2 separate regions of the Mus musculus genome follow, and region 1 is linked to region 2. Evidence: chromatin contacts called from public promoter capture Hi-C data. All regions are on one chromosome and are shown on one strand. Each heading gives the region's core, a stretch centred on a gene start, on an enhancer-like site or on the middle of the called end of the contact. The rest is flanking DNA. Distances are from core to core; before and after follow the strand shown.

Region 1 (6,680 bases), core at 2,527-5,026, 2.4 Mb after region 2:
CAGAAAGATTGTAGCAAGTTGACCTTGAGCTTCTACATGCTTGCACACACAGGTCTGCATATACTCTAAAGCAAGTGGGTACACACGGGCACACACAGGGGCACACCACAAACACCAGAAAACAGAAGAAAAAAGGGAAACGTGAAATTTGCTAAATCATCTCGATTGGGGTCAGAAAGGGTAAAAAGACTGGGTGAGAAGGCAGAGCAGAGACCCAGTCTCAGCCCAGCTAAAGTGGCTTTTGACCCTAAGGTGACAGTCCTGGGGGTGGGGGGGAACTGTTTTCCTGCCTTGAATTGGTGGGAAGTGACAGGTGATCCCAAGGCAGTAGAATCTTCAAGGGACTTTGCTCCTTTTCCTTGTGTTCCATGTTGCTGGGAGTCCCTGAGGTTCCCAGGCAGATTTTCAGAGAGGACAAGAAGATGCCGGGCATAGGTGTGTTCCATGCTCCCTACACCATGGCAAACAGTGAGTCGCGGTTCTGAGTGGGTGGGTCCTGTCAAGCTGTAACAGTTTAATCTCTGTCCAGACTCTCCTACCCTAGCTCGAAAGGGGGGGAGGGGGAGGAAGCTCATGGCCATAGTCACCACCAGAGGCTGTGGCGAGAGGAGAGAATGTTCCAGGCACCTCTGGAGTGCGAATGAAAACATAGACCCTTCGGTCTGCAAATGCAGACACAGCCCAGGCAAAGCTGCTCTCTCTCCCTTTAGGGCCATGTTACAAAGAGAGGCACCAAGTCCCTCTCTGCAAACAGTGAGGGCTGTGTCTAAGCCTTTAAGCACTGACAACATAGCTTAAAGAGCTACCAAGTGCAAGCCTCCATCTGGGATGCTGCCAACAAAGCCAAGCAGCCTTGAGATTTCCTCAGGGAGGCCGACTCCACAGCTGCAATTGGAAGCAGAACAACAGGACAGCAGAACTGTCTAAGGTGTCCATCCGTTGTTTTCAAACTCGGGTGGGAAGAGGCATCGATGCTTGAGGAATAGTCTGCCACTCATAGTGGGAACGCAACACATAGTTCAGGAAGCTGCTGGTGAGCTTCCCCCAAGCTGTCAGGAAAGACACCCAAAGGCCCAAGCCTAGAAGTGGGCCTCTGCTGCCCTCTAGTGGAAGAAAGGGCAGTGGCCCGAGGCACCCGCTGGCCCCTCAAACCTGGCTCAAAGAAAAAGGAACTGGAGAAGTGAATGCGATGTCTTAGTGAAACTCCTCAGTTTGAACAATGAATACGTATGCTAATTAAAAATAAAACAGGAAGCTGGAAGGTGTCAGTGCACACCTTTCATCCCAGCACTTGGGAAGCCTGGTCTACACAAAGTGAGTCCTAGGACAGCCAGAGCTACACAGAGAAACCCTGTCTCGAAGAACAAACAAATCAACAAGCAAAAGCCAGGCACACTAGTGTAATCTGAGCCGTGGGGGAGTTGGGGACAGAGGGATACCCTTGAGCTAAGTGAGTGAGCCTCAGGTTTAGTGAGAGTTCCTGTCTCAGGAATTATGATGGAGCGGGGCCTAGAGAGATGTCTCTCAAGCATGCTACCTGGTTCAATTCCCAGCACGCACATCTGTCTGGCAGCTTGAAACTACCTGTAACTCAGGCTCCAGGAAGATGTGATGCCCCTGCGGGCATCTGCATTGATGTTCACAGACTCACACACAGATAGAAGCATAGAAACATAATGTAATATTAATGTAGTAAGAGGGAGCTGAAGAGATGGCTCAGTGGTCAAGACGATTGGTTGCTCTTGCAAAGAACCAGGTTCGGCTCCCAGCATCTCCATGGTACCTCACAAGGGTCTAACTCCACTGCTAGATCTCACCCTGTCTTCCAACCTGACATTCATGGATGCACATACGTACCTAAAACCAAAACATCCACATACATAAAATACAATAAGTAATAAAATACAATGGAGAGAGAGTGAGCCCAAAGGAGACACTTAGTATTATCCTCTGGCCTGTGTACATGTGTGTGAACACACATGCATATATATATATCTGACACAGGTGCACACACAAGTTCACACATGTACACACACTCACACACACACACACACACACACACATCTCCCAGGCACTCCCACTGTAGGATAAAAAGGCAAAGGATAAACACCCAGACCCGGACTTGACCCTAAGCCCAAGACCAGAAACAAGAAATAGAATCCTATACCAGCCCCTGGGCTTGCCACAAAACCCACCAATCCTGAACAGGAAAATCCACCAATCCCTGAGCTCGCTCAAGCTCAGGAATTGAAATCCCACCAATCCTCATCTTGGAAATCTCCACAGGAAAATCTCCCTGCCCCCAACCCAGGCAGCAAGAAATCTTATATAAGTTTTGCCTTCTGCTCAGTTCTCTGCAGCTTCTCACTCGAGCAGAGACAGCCACCCTCCCAACAGACACAATAGACACAATCTCTTGTATGCCGCTTGTTGGTTATGCAGGGTGACCTTGTGTTATTCCCTGGCTCCCAATTGCCAGGATACCTCTAGCAGCAACTCTAACATTTTCATGGGAGCAGAGCTTTTTCTGGGATCTCCCCCTACCTGAGCAGGGCTGTAACACTTTTGTTGGAGAAACCTTCCCCTGCACAGTCCATTTCCGTAGCGGAAGCCTTTTCCTTCTGAGCCGCAACACTTAGATCCACAACCATACAGGAGCTGGGCGGTGGTGATGCATACCAGTAACCTGCCAGCCACTAGGGAGGTAGAGGCAGGAAGATCAATCAAGGTTATTCTTTTTTTTTGGGGGGGGGGGTCCGAGACAGGGTTTCTCTATGTAGCCCTGGCTGTCCTGGAACTCACTTTGTAGACCAGGCTGGCCTCGAGAACTCATAAATCCACCTGCCTCTGACTCCCGAGTGCTGGGATTAAAGGCGTGCGCCACCACGCCCGGCTCCTGGAAAGGTTATTCTTAACAATATAGTAAGAGCCTGAATTAGGTGATATTTCAAAAACTACAGAGAGGAGGTAGAGAGAGGGCACCACACAGCTAGGTGCTCTTGCTCTTCCTGATGACCCAAGGTTGGTTACTGGCACACACCTGGCTCAGCTCACCACTGTCTGCAACTCCAGTTCTAGTGGGTCCAACACTTTCTTCTGCACGCCTTGGGTATCCACGTGCATGTGACTTTGACACACCTCAATGTAAAAAACCAGGTGTGGTGATGCACACCTTTAACCCAGCAAGGGTTAGGCAGAAGCAGGCAGATTTCTCAGATCTAGGCCAGCCAGGGTTACATAGTGAGGGTTACACTGTTTATAAACAAACAAATATAAGGGGCTGGAGAGAGAGATGGCTTAGCCGGTTAAGAGCGCTGGCTGCTCTTCCAGAGGTCCTGAGTTCAATTCCCAGCAACCACATGGTGGCTCACAGCCATCTGTAATGGGATCTGGTGCCCTCTTCTGGTATGCCTGAAGACAGCTACAGTGTACTTATATACATAAATAAATAAATCTTTAAAAAAAAACCAGAAAGAAAAAAATAAACAAATAGATGACAAAACCCCATAAAGCTCCGAAGAGATGAGCCTTTCCACGCTAGGCAAGCGGTGCCTCTGAGCCCCACTCCCTCCCTCCCTTCTACCCCTAGAGTCTCTGACTTCTTCTTCTCAGCCTCCTAAAGTAGCACCTTCCCTCCTCTGAACCACTCTGAGGCCTCCTGGACCCCGTCATCTCCTAAGTGTCCTTTGTTGCCTAGTGCTGATTCTAGTACCCTGGTTCTGGGCCCTGCCAGGGTTCTGGTTCTAGAATGTTCTCTCCAGGCCTAGCTCCTACCTAGCCACAAGGCAGCACGGAAGACATGGGCAAGACCATTCCCCGGTTCCTGGAGCAACTGGACCTCATCAAAAGCTTCGTGGGCCTGGCTACAGGCGCCGGGGCCTTATACCTGCTGTACAAGGCCGTCAGGACTGGCTTAAAATGTCATCCGCCACTCTGCTCCAACTCGCCGATCTGCATTGCCCGTAAGTGTCCAGGTCCTGGGGAGAGGGCTCTGCCCCAGGAAGCCTCCCTAAGGCCTCCCCTGGGGGGTGGGGGCAAAGGTGACTCTTTCAAGCTCCTCTTTCCTCCTTCCTTCTTTCTCTCCTCCGGTCTGTCTCAGTTCCCCTCCTCCTTCCCAGCACCTGAGGCAAGGCTCTGCTATAGAAGCTAGTTTGGGAGTCTCTGGGTAGCAGGTTTCATAGAGCCAAGTCTCCAGCCAGGAACCATCAGCTTGGCTTTCTCTGTTCTATGTATTGGAAATGGAAATCAAGAGCTTTTTATCTGTCCTGCTCTTGCCTAGGATCTGAAGATACTGAAGGGAAGAAAAGTTGAGACACCTTTTGCCCAGAGTTTCCAACTAGGTCGTGGGGGACTTTATTTGATGTGTTTGGGTGTTTTGCCTGTGTGTGTGTGTGTGTGTGTGTGTGTGTGTGTGTGTGTGTGTGCAGTGCCCACAGAGGCTAGAAGAGAGCATTGGATCCCCAGACTGAAGAAACAGATGTTTGTCAGTCACCATCTGGCTGCTAGAAATCGAACTCAGGTCCTCTGGAAGAACAGTCAGTGTCCTTAACCACTGAGTCATCTCTCTACTCTCCCTAGGGTACTTTTGTGCCATCAGGAAAAGGGTCAGTAATTTGAGATTGTTGGTGAAAGCAGAACCCTACTTGTTGGCGCTACACACCAGGAAAGTTGTCATTGTGGACAAACGAGTGCCTGACAGGGCAGATGGCACATTATTAGATTAGGTTCTTGGTGCGGTGCACAGTTGGTGTTGCAGCAGTCTGTGAAGCGTGAAGCGCTAGGCACAGCCTTTGCCCTCAGCTCCCTCCTTCCCTCTCCCCCACTTCCCAGCCCCTTGCTTTTCCTAATTCTAAGTCCGTATCCCTAACTGTGGACTGGGGTGCTTTCTAGGCCTGGCCATCGAGAGAGAGCGCCACGGGCGGGACTCCGGTGAGATTCGAAGACTTCTCAACTCTCTAGACTGCAAACAGGATGAGTATACCAGGAGCATGATCCTTCATAACATCACCCGCTGCGTGTACTTGCTGGAGGCTGAGGTGGGCGGGGCCGGGCAGGGCGGGGCGGGGCGGAGCTTAGCCGGGCCCTCCCAGTCAGTCTGGTCCTTGGCTTGTAGCTCACCCGTAACCTCAGGCAGCGTCCTCAGACCTGTCCCTCTGATTGCTAGCATCAAAGAAAAGAAGGCCTCAGAGACTTGGGGGACAGTGCAGGCCAAGACACCCGCTTCTCCCGTCTCCCCCACCTCTCCTCACACACTGTAGGCCTCTTCTTGTACTATGGATGACATCGACTTGGTGGCTGACATGCTAGATGAGAAGGACAACAGTGTAAAAATCCAAGCTCTGAATGCACTTAAAGCTTTCTCTGGCATCAGGAAATTCAGGCTCAAAATCCAGGTGAGCCTGGGTAAGATCCGGTCTGGGTCCTTTAATCTGACAGCTGAATGGTGAAGTTTGTTTGAAGCCGAGTTTGTAACCCGGAGGAGGAGACAGTGGTCAGCTTCCTCCAGGGCCACTCAAGTCTCCACATGTCTGCACGACACTGGACCCCCAAAGAGCAGATTCTTAGACACTGGTGCGTAACTTACAATTGGAGTTAACCGTGTAACTCACAAGACTTGTCATTTCAAGGCTAGATGTCGTTTGACTTCTGACAGGCAGGTTGTGAAACTGGGGTTACCACACTTTCCTGCTTTGGGGGGTGGGGGTATCTGTGTAGTCCTATCTGGCCTGAAACTCACTATGTAGGCTAAGGCTAGCCTTAAATTCAGAGGCCCTCATGCCTCTTCCTTCTGAGTGCTGGGATCAAAGGTGTGCGCCACCACTGCCCGGCTTAAAACATTTCTATCTTATATGTGTGAGGCAGAAAGAAAAACAATTCTGCCGGGCGGTGGTGGCGCACGCCTTTAATCCCAGCACTTGGGAGGCAGAGGCAGGAGGATTTCTGAGTTCGAGGACAGCCTGGTCTACAAAGTGAGTTCCAGGACAGCCAGGGCTACACAGAGAAACCCTGTCTTGAAAAACCAAATAAAGAAAGAAAAGAAGAAAGAAAAGAAAGTAATTCTTCTAACGAAACCCAGGGGCGAGATGGCTCAGTGGGCAAGTGGGCGTTTGCTTCTAAGCCTCACAACCTGATTTCAATTTCCAGGGCCCCACATGGTGGAAGGAGAGAACCAATTCCCACAGGTTGCCCTCTGACCGCCCCCCACCCCGGCCCCACTCCGCACCCATGAGCACGTGCATGCAGCACCTTCTCCCACATGGCAGGAAAACAACAACAACAACAACAAAAGCCTTCCCTAAATGTGGCCAGCCCCAAACTGAGAAACAGCATGGGCATAATGGGGTTCTCTCAATCCCATCCTCCCCTCCGGAAGGGTTATGACCTCACATAAGATGCTGTAGGTGCAGGCACCCTTGCGCTTGCGCAGCCCTGCGCATGCGCACTTGTACGGCAAGGCAGACAGATAGGTAAAGCGCAGTGTGCTGTGTTTGAAGTCCCGTGTGCTCAGGGATATTGTGTGTTAGTTATTGCTGCTTCAGGGACGACACCGATGGCATAGGGAGGGAAGGTATACTTACGCATAGACATCCATTTGCAGCTTGTACTTCTCTGTGGTCTGCCTTTGCTCCGGAAGCATTGACGACTAAGCTCATCCCTTCTTCTCACAGTGCATGACGTAC
Region 2 (7,270 bases), core at 2,425-4,924:
AATGCCCCAAAGGTTGTCTGGCACTTTTGTACACAAGGACATGGTCCAATATTGTATTGACTTAGGATACAAAAAGGCACATAGAGTTGAGGCTTAGACTCCCCTGGGCTGGAGTTGGGTAGAGCGGGAGTAGGGAGTGGTTTGGGGACATGGGAAGCATGGGGGCTTGACTTCTTGTTGACAGAGGTAGTAGGTCATGGGTAGACCTGAAGTGCAGAAGGCAGTGCAAGCCCTCAGGCAGGGTAGCAGCTGCTGTGGTGACCACCATCTGCCCAGTTCAACAGTTCGCTGCTCTGAAACCACAGCTCGATCTCCCTCTGGGCCCCATCCACAGAATCGCTAGCATGGATGACGTTCCTGTGAGAGGTGGAAAAGGTGGAGTCTGTGGTTGAGTCCAGTTTAAGTCTGGATTGGGACCCCAGGGCTATCTTGCCTCTAACCTGCTGCCCTCTGTCAGGGAACAAGGTGACCGTAGAGAAGAGAAGGAGATTTTGGAGTTGGTTATGGTGCTACAAGCCTATAACAAGGGCACTGAAGAAGCTGAGATTGCAGGACTGCCTTGAATCGTGGCCAGTCTGGATTAGAGAGGGAGACCCTGTCTCAGAATAGAAGACGGGGGCTGGAGAGATGGCATGGCAGTTGGAGCACATCCTCTCTTGCAGAGACCCAGACCTTGGTTCCCAGCACCCAAATACAGTGGCTCACAACTACCTGTAACTCTGGCTCCAGGCATCTAGCACCCTCTTCTGGCTTCTGCAGGCACTACAGGCATATGCACACACAAAGATAAAATAAAATATAAATAAATAAATAAATAAATAAATAAATAAATAAATAAATAAATAAGGGAGACGAGAGCCAGAGATGAAGCTCAGTTGGTAGAGTGCTTGCTTGCCTGGCATGCACAAACCCCTGATTTTGATCCCCAGCACTCGGTAGGCAGTACTAGGCAGAGGCAGGGAGAGTACAAATTCATGGCTGCGCTCAGCAATATAATCAGTTTGAGACCAGCCTAGATTACATGAGAAAAATGAAGGGAAGGAGGAAGGGGAAAGGGTGGGCAGTAAGAAGGGCTGGACATTTGCATCTCTCCTGGCCTCAGTTTCTCCCAAGCTCAGAGGCCAGCCTATATACTAACTTCTGACAGCTGCCTCTCCCTACCGGTAATCAGAGACGCCCCTCGTGGTTGGCGACCAAAACAGAATACTAAAGAGCCAGGAAAAAGTGGTTTTAGTCAGGCATGGAAGCCTACTGTAAGCTCAGCACTCAGGCAGTAGAGATATGAGACTAAGGAGTTCAAGACAGGGGCTGGAGGGATGGCTCAGCGGTTAGGAGCACTAATTGCTCTTCCAGAGGTCCTGAGTTCAAATCCCAGCAACCACATGGTGGCTCACAACCATCTGTAATGGGATCCCATGCCCTCTTCTGGTGTGTCTGAAAACAGCTACAGTGTACTCATATAAGTAAAATAAACAAATCTTTTAAAAAAAAGTTTAAGACACCTTCAATAAGCTCAGAGACAATCTGGCCTACCTGAGAACAGATCTCAAAAAAAAACCTGGCTTTTCTTTCAGCCCAGCAAGATTCCCACTTCTCAAGGATTTTTTTTTTTTTTTTTTTGGACAGGGTTTCTCTGTGAAGCCCTGGCAGTTCTGGAACTCCCCTTTGTGACCAGGCTGTCCTCAAACTCAGAGATCTGGCTGCCTCTGCCTCCTGAGCGGTAGGATTAAGGGGGTGTCACTGTCACTGTCACAGCCGCCTGACTAACACTGGCCTTCTTTGCCCCACTTTGGGAGACTAAGGGTGTCAGGGCCTCCATACCTGCTGATGTGAACACTGAAGTCGCCCCTGATTGTCCCGGGGGCTGCCTCTGTTGAGTCGGTGTGTCCTATCATGGCCCTTGAGATATGGACCACATTGGGGCCTTCCCAGACCTGCAGCACAGATATGGGGGTTCGAGAGAAGCTGGGGACCCTGGGTGCCCTGGGCTCAATCCAAGCCCTTTCCTTTGCTCGGAGAATGACACCCCAAAGACCCATTCCATTGCCCCTGCCCTGCTGTACCATGGCCACCACAGGCCCAGAGCTCATGTAGCTGATAAGAGCTGGGTAGAATGGCTTCCTCTGTAGGTCCCGGTAGTGCTCAGCAAGGATGCTTTCTGGTGCCTGTGTGGAAAGAGGTGTGAGACCAACCCTCGGAGAATAAACCCCCAATTGGTGTCCTGAGTTTGGGGCACCTTTTGGACACAACTCCAGAAGCTAGCTCCTACAATGGATACCTCCCAACCCTTGCAACTGCAAGTGCTAGGAGCCTTTGGGACACCACAGCCCAAGGGAGATACCTGCAGCATCTTCATCCCCACGAGCTTGAAGCCCCGCCTCTCAAAGCGTTGTATCACAGTCCCCACTAGTCTCCTCTGTACCCCATCTGGCTTCACAGCAACCAGCGTCCGCTCTTGGGGCCAGGGGGGGCCTCCTGTTAAAAAAAAAAGACAGGTCGGGGTGAGGATGCTCCACATTTTCAGGGCCCTCCCACCTAGATACCTGACAGAGCTCAGACATCAAAGGACTGGGAAGTTCCTGCCACAATACAAACACAGACAAATGCAAAGGGGAGCCGCCCTGGCAGTCGCAGAAGCTGCTCAAGGTGGAGATGGTTTCCCTGAAAAGGCTCAGATAACTTAGGGGCCAGAGAGTCTTGGTGATGAAGTCTCCCTTTCCCCTGAAAAGAAAACTTGAGTCTAGCCTCACATGACTCCAGGTACCACAGTGTGTGAAGCCCAGGCTTGCCCACAAGGAGCTTATCCTCTGGGTGTGGAGAAATGGCATTGAAATCAAGGAATATTAGTGCACGATGTCTAGGCGGGCTAAGTGCTGGGGACCAAGGATCAGGCTTGAGCAGAGGATGACCCACACTACAGGGCAGAAACATAGCTGCCACGGCACGTGCGTCTCCTCCAAAAACAAACGCTACTTCTGAGAGGGTCCTAGCCCCTGACTGACTCACAAAACGGTAGCAAAGTTAGGAGAAACACCAAGTTAGAGAAGAGGTGATCGACCAGGCTCTAATCCCCAGGCCACAATGAATGCCCACTAAACTCAACAGGCTGATAAAAGGGGGGAGGTGTCTCCCTAACTTGCAAGTTCCCCAAGGGACAAGAGACCCAGGATAGCCCCAGAGTCTGATGCCTGCTGGTCTGTGCCTTGGTGAGGCTATTCAATTTCCAAGATTCATGAAAGGAATACCCTTTATCTGGCTCTCAGAAAGCACCCCATGAGTGGATAGAAAGGGCCAAGACCCCAGGAAATGACCGGGGTGTCTTAGGCCTGCTCTGGCTCAAGTTTCAATACCCGGGCAACAACTGCTCCGCGGAGGGAACGTGACCCCATAGCGTCTGGTAGTCTCCCCGCCTCGGCTTTGGCTTTCTACTGCTAAAAGCTCTGTCCCGGGCTGCTGAGGGTTGGACTTGCACTCCTCCGGGACAAGACCAAGCCTTTGGCTGCCGCACGTGCGCAAACAAAGGCCGCGCAGCGGCCATCCGCCTAGTTCCCCACGGGCACAGGACTCACCGGAACTGGGGCGCACCAGCAGGCACTGAAAGCGTGGCCCGCACAACAGCGCCCGCAGCGCCGCGACGCGCCCGAAAAGGCTGCCCATGTTGCGGGCTGGCGCCGCACTGAACGCCGCGCAGAGCGGGCAGTGGGAGGTGCCACGCATTGCCCCGCCCCGCCTCCACCCTAAGGGGCCCGCTGGGGCCCCACATCACATTCTTGTCTTCTGGAGCTGATAGCCTTCAAACACTGATCTCTGTTAAAATCAGGGTGCAGCTCAGTGACGGAGCGCTTGACTATCATGCTCAGAGCCTTGGGCTCGACCAACCCCAGTACTGCAGGGGGAAAAAAAATGAAAAATTATGTGTGTGTGTGCGCGTGTCTATGCGCGTATGTATAAATTTTGCAGTTGCTCATTCAGTTTTTAGATTATATACTTGTTTTCATAACGTACAGTCAAATATTGTTATATCTACTTTTGGGGGCAGAGTGGCCATCGCCGCAAATACCAACTGGCTCTCTAAGTTTGACAGTTGGACTATTTGTCAGTTCTGTTATTACATCCTTGATTTTCAAGTTATCTATCAATTTATTTATTTATTGGAATTTTTTATTTTGTTTAAACCTCTCTAGATTAAAAAAGTTATTTTTTATTTACTAGCAGGGTGGTGGTGGCATACTCCTTGAATTTAGCCCTCAAGAAGGTAGAGTCAAGCTCTCTGAGAATCCCTCCCCCCCCCCCCACCCCCCGCCTGTGTTTTTGTTTTTGTTTTTGTTTTTCCAGACAGGGTTTTCTCTGTGTAGCCCTGGCTGTCCTGGAACTCACTCTGTAGACCAGGCTGGCTTTGAACTAAGAAATCCACCTGCTTGTGCCTCCCAAGTGCTGGGATTAAAGGCGTGTGCCACCACTGCTGAGAAACCCTTTCTCAACTCACCCCCAAAGAAAAATGATTTACATTGAACAGTTGAGAGCTGCCCAGGATGGGTGCTAGGAACCGAACTCACATCTTTTGGGAGGCCAAGCACTGCTCTCTTAACCACTCAGTCATCTCTCCAACCCCATCTGTGTACCACAGCTGGGAGCTGGGAATTGCTTTGACTTTATGACAAAGGTATAATCAATCCTTGCTGCTGTCACTGCATTGCATATGTAGCAGAGGTTGGCTTGGAACTCTTTTTTTTTTTTAAGATTTATTTATTTTATGTATATGAGTACACTAGCTGTCTTCAGACACACCAGAAGAGGGTGTCAGATCCCATTACAAATGGTTGTGAACCACCATGTGGTTGCTGAGAATTGAACTCAGGACCTCTGGAAGAGCAGTCAGTGCTCTTACCCGTTGTACTTTATTTTATTATATATATTACCCCTTGAACTTTTATTGTTGTTTTTTTCGAGACAGGGTTTCTCTGTGTAGCCCTGGCTGTCCTGGAACTCACTCTGTAGACCAGGCTGGCCTCAAACTCAGAAATCTGCCTGCCTCAGCCTCCCGAGTGCTGGGAGTAAAGGCATGCGCCACCACCGCCCGACTTCTCACTGTGTATCTTGCTGGCCTGGAACTAGCTATGTAAACCAAGCTGACTTTGAACTCACAGAGTTCTATTTAAATACCAAGATTAAAAGCATTGCCAGGGCTGGAGAGATGACTCAGTGGTAAAGGACACTGACTGCTCTTTCTGAGTTCAATTCCCAGCAACCACATGGTGGCTCACAATCACAATGGGATCTGATGCCCACTTCTGGCATGCAGGCATACACAAAATAAAATTTTAAAAATCTTTAAAAAGAAGGGGAAAAAAAAAAAAAGCATTGCCAGCCGGGCGGTGGTGGCGCACGCCCTTAATCCCGGCACTTGGGAGGCAGAGGCAGGCAAATTTCTGACTTTGAGGTCAGCCTGGTCTACAGAGTGAGTTCCAGGACAGCCAGGGCTACACAAAGAAACCCTGTCTCAGAAAACAAAAACAAAAACAAACAAACAAACAAAAGCATTGCCACTAATCTAGCAGTGGTGCAGCACTCTGGTTGGGTTTTTTGTTTTTTGTTTGTTTGGTTGGTTTGGTTTTTCCAGGCAGGGTTTCTCTGTGTAGCCCTGGCTGTCCTGGAACTCACTCTGTAGACCAGGCTGGCCTCCTCTGCATCTGGAACACTGCAATTAAAGGCTTGCACTGGCACTGACCTGCTAGTGGCGCTCGCCTTTAATCCCAACACTCAGGAGGCAGAGGCAGGTGGGTATCTGTGAGTTTGAGTCCAGCCTGGTCTACAGAGTGAGTTCCAGGACAGCCAGGGCTACACAGAAAAGCACCTGTCTTGAAACAAACAAACAAACAAACAAAATAATAATGATAAAGAAATAAGGGGAAAAAAGCCATCGCCACTACACTCAGCTGTTTTTCTTTTTATTTTATTTACCTATTGATTTATCCATGAAGTGTATGTGTAGTGTATGCACATGTGTATGAGTGTGTATGAATGTGTGTGTGATGTATGTATGAGTGTGTATGAATGTGTGTGATGTATGCACATGTGTATGAGTGTGTATGAATGTGTGTGTGATATATGTATGAGTGTGTATGAATGTGTGTGATGTATGTACATGTGTATGAGTGTGTATGTGTAGTGTATGCACTGTATATGTATGTAACATGTGTGTATGTGTAATCTATGTACATGTATATATGTGTGTGCTATATGTGTGTGTATGAGTGTTCCTGTCTGATGTGTGTGGTGTATGTACATGTGTATATGTGTGTGATATAGGTGTGTGTATGAGTGTACATGTGTGATATAGGCACATGTGTATGTCTCTGCACAAAGGCCAGAAGAAGTCATTGGCTGTCCTTCCCCATCACTTTCCACCTTATTCTTTGTGGTAGAGCATCTCCCAGAACCTCGAGCTCTTGTTTCTTGTAGGAAACTGACAGTGAGCAACCCCTCAATCCTCCTGTCCTCACTACATCATTGGTTTTGCAGTCATTCTCTGGTCCATGACTGGGCTGTTCCAGACTCAGTGCAGCAAGCATTCTTCTTTTTTTTTTTTTTTTTTTTTTTTTGGTTTTTCAAGACAGGGTTTCTCTGTATAGCCCTGGCTGTCCTGGAACTCACTTTGTAGACCAGGCTGGCCTCAAACTCAGAAATCTGCCTGCCTCTGCCTCCCGAGTGCTGGCATTAAAGGCATGCGCCACCACGCCCGGCTGCAGCAAGTGTTCTTAAGCATTGAGCCAGATATCCACCATCTATTGCTACGATTGTTGCTGTTCAGACAGGATTTCTTATAGCCCAAGCCGTCCTCAGACTCATCATGTAGATAAACTGATCTTCCTCCTGAATTTCCCATGTACTGGCATTACAAGCAAGGGTCACCACACCAGGTCTGTGCCTTGCTGAAGTTCAAACCCAGTGCCCGAACATGCTAGACAAGTTTTCTACCATCCCCAGATCTATTTATTTATTTATTTATTTTGAGGTGAGTTTTAACCTGTAGGTTATCCTGACAGCCCTTGATTTTATTTTATTTTTTTTTTTTTGAGTATCACAAAAGTTTATTTAGTAAAAAGTTCCATATGAAAATGTACATGACCTAATTCTACATCACAATCAAACAGGCCTTTGAGGAGGGATGTGGACACTGCTTGCTGAGCACAGGTCAGACTCTTTCCAAGGCTTCTAACATGATGATGCTGTTTCCTCGGATGACCACCATGCCAATGTTGTTCTGTTG

Evidence for each region. Promoter capture Hi-C pulls out the DNA fragments that hold promoters and counts their contacts.
Region 1: a contact with region 2 is called in a promoter capture Hi-C map of liver, with 5 times the contacts expected there. The contact joins the promoter of Armc12 here to the promoter of Nme4 in region 2. A contact is called at or near these places in 2 of 39 promoter capture datasets (liver and pre-B cells).

What each region holds. Positions count from the first base shown.
Region 1 is chr17:28,527,085-28,533,764 of GRCm38.p6, forward strand. It overlaps Armc12 (armadillo repeat containing 12), which reads left to right and starts at 3,777. Exons shown (of 6, transcript NM_026290.3): 1 at 3,777-3,962; 2 at 4,891-5,036; 3 at 5,259-5,393. The coding sequence starts at 3,800. It overlaps Gm41506 (a long non-coding RNA gene), which reads right to left and starts at 6,643. Exons shown (of 3, transcript XR_003952333.1): 1 at 6,579-6,643; 2 at 2,545-2,696; 3 at 1,661-1,857.
Region 2 is chr17:26,091,796-26,099,065 of GRCm38.p6, forward strand. It overlaps Nme4 (NME/NM23 nucleoside diphosphate kinase 4), which reads right to left and starts at 3,675. Exons shown (of 5, transcript NM_019731.1): 1 at 3,570-3,675; 2 at 2,342-2,475; 3 at 2,064-2,165; 4 at 1,822-1,934; 5 at 1-357. The coding sequence starts at 3,657. The coding sequence ends at 234. It also overlaps the pseudogene Gm8186.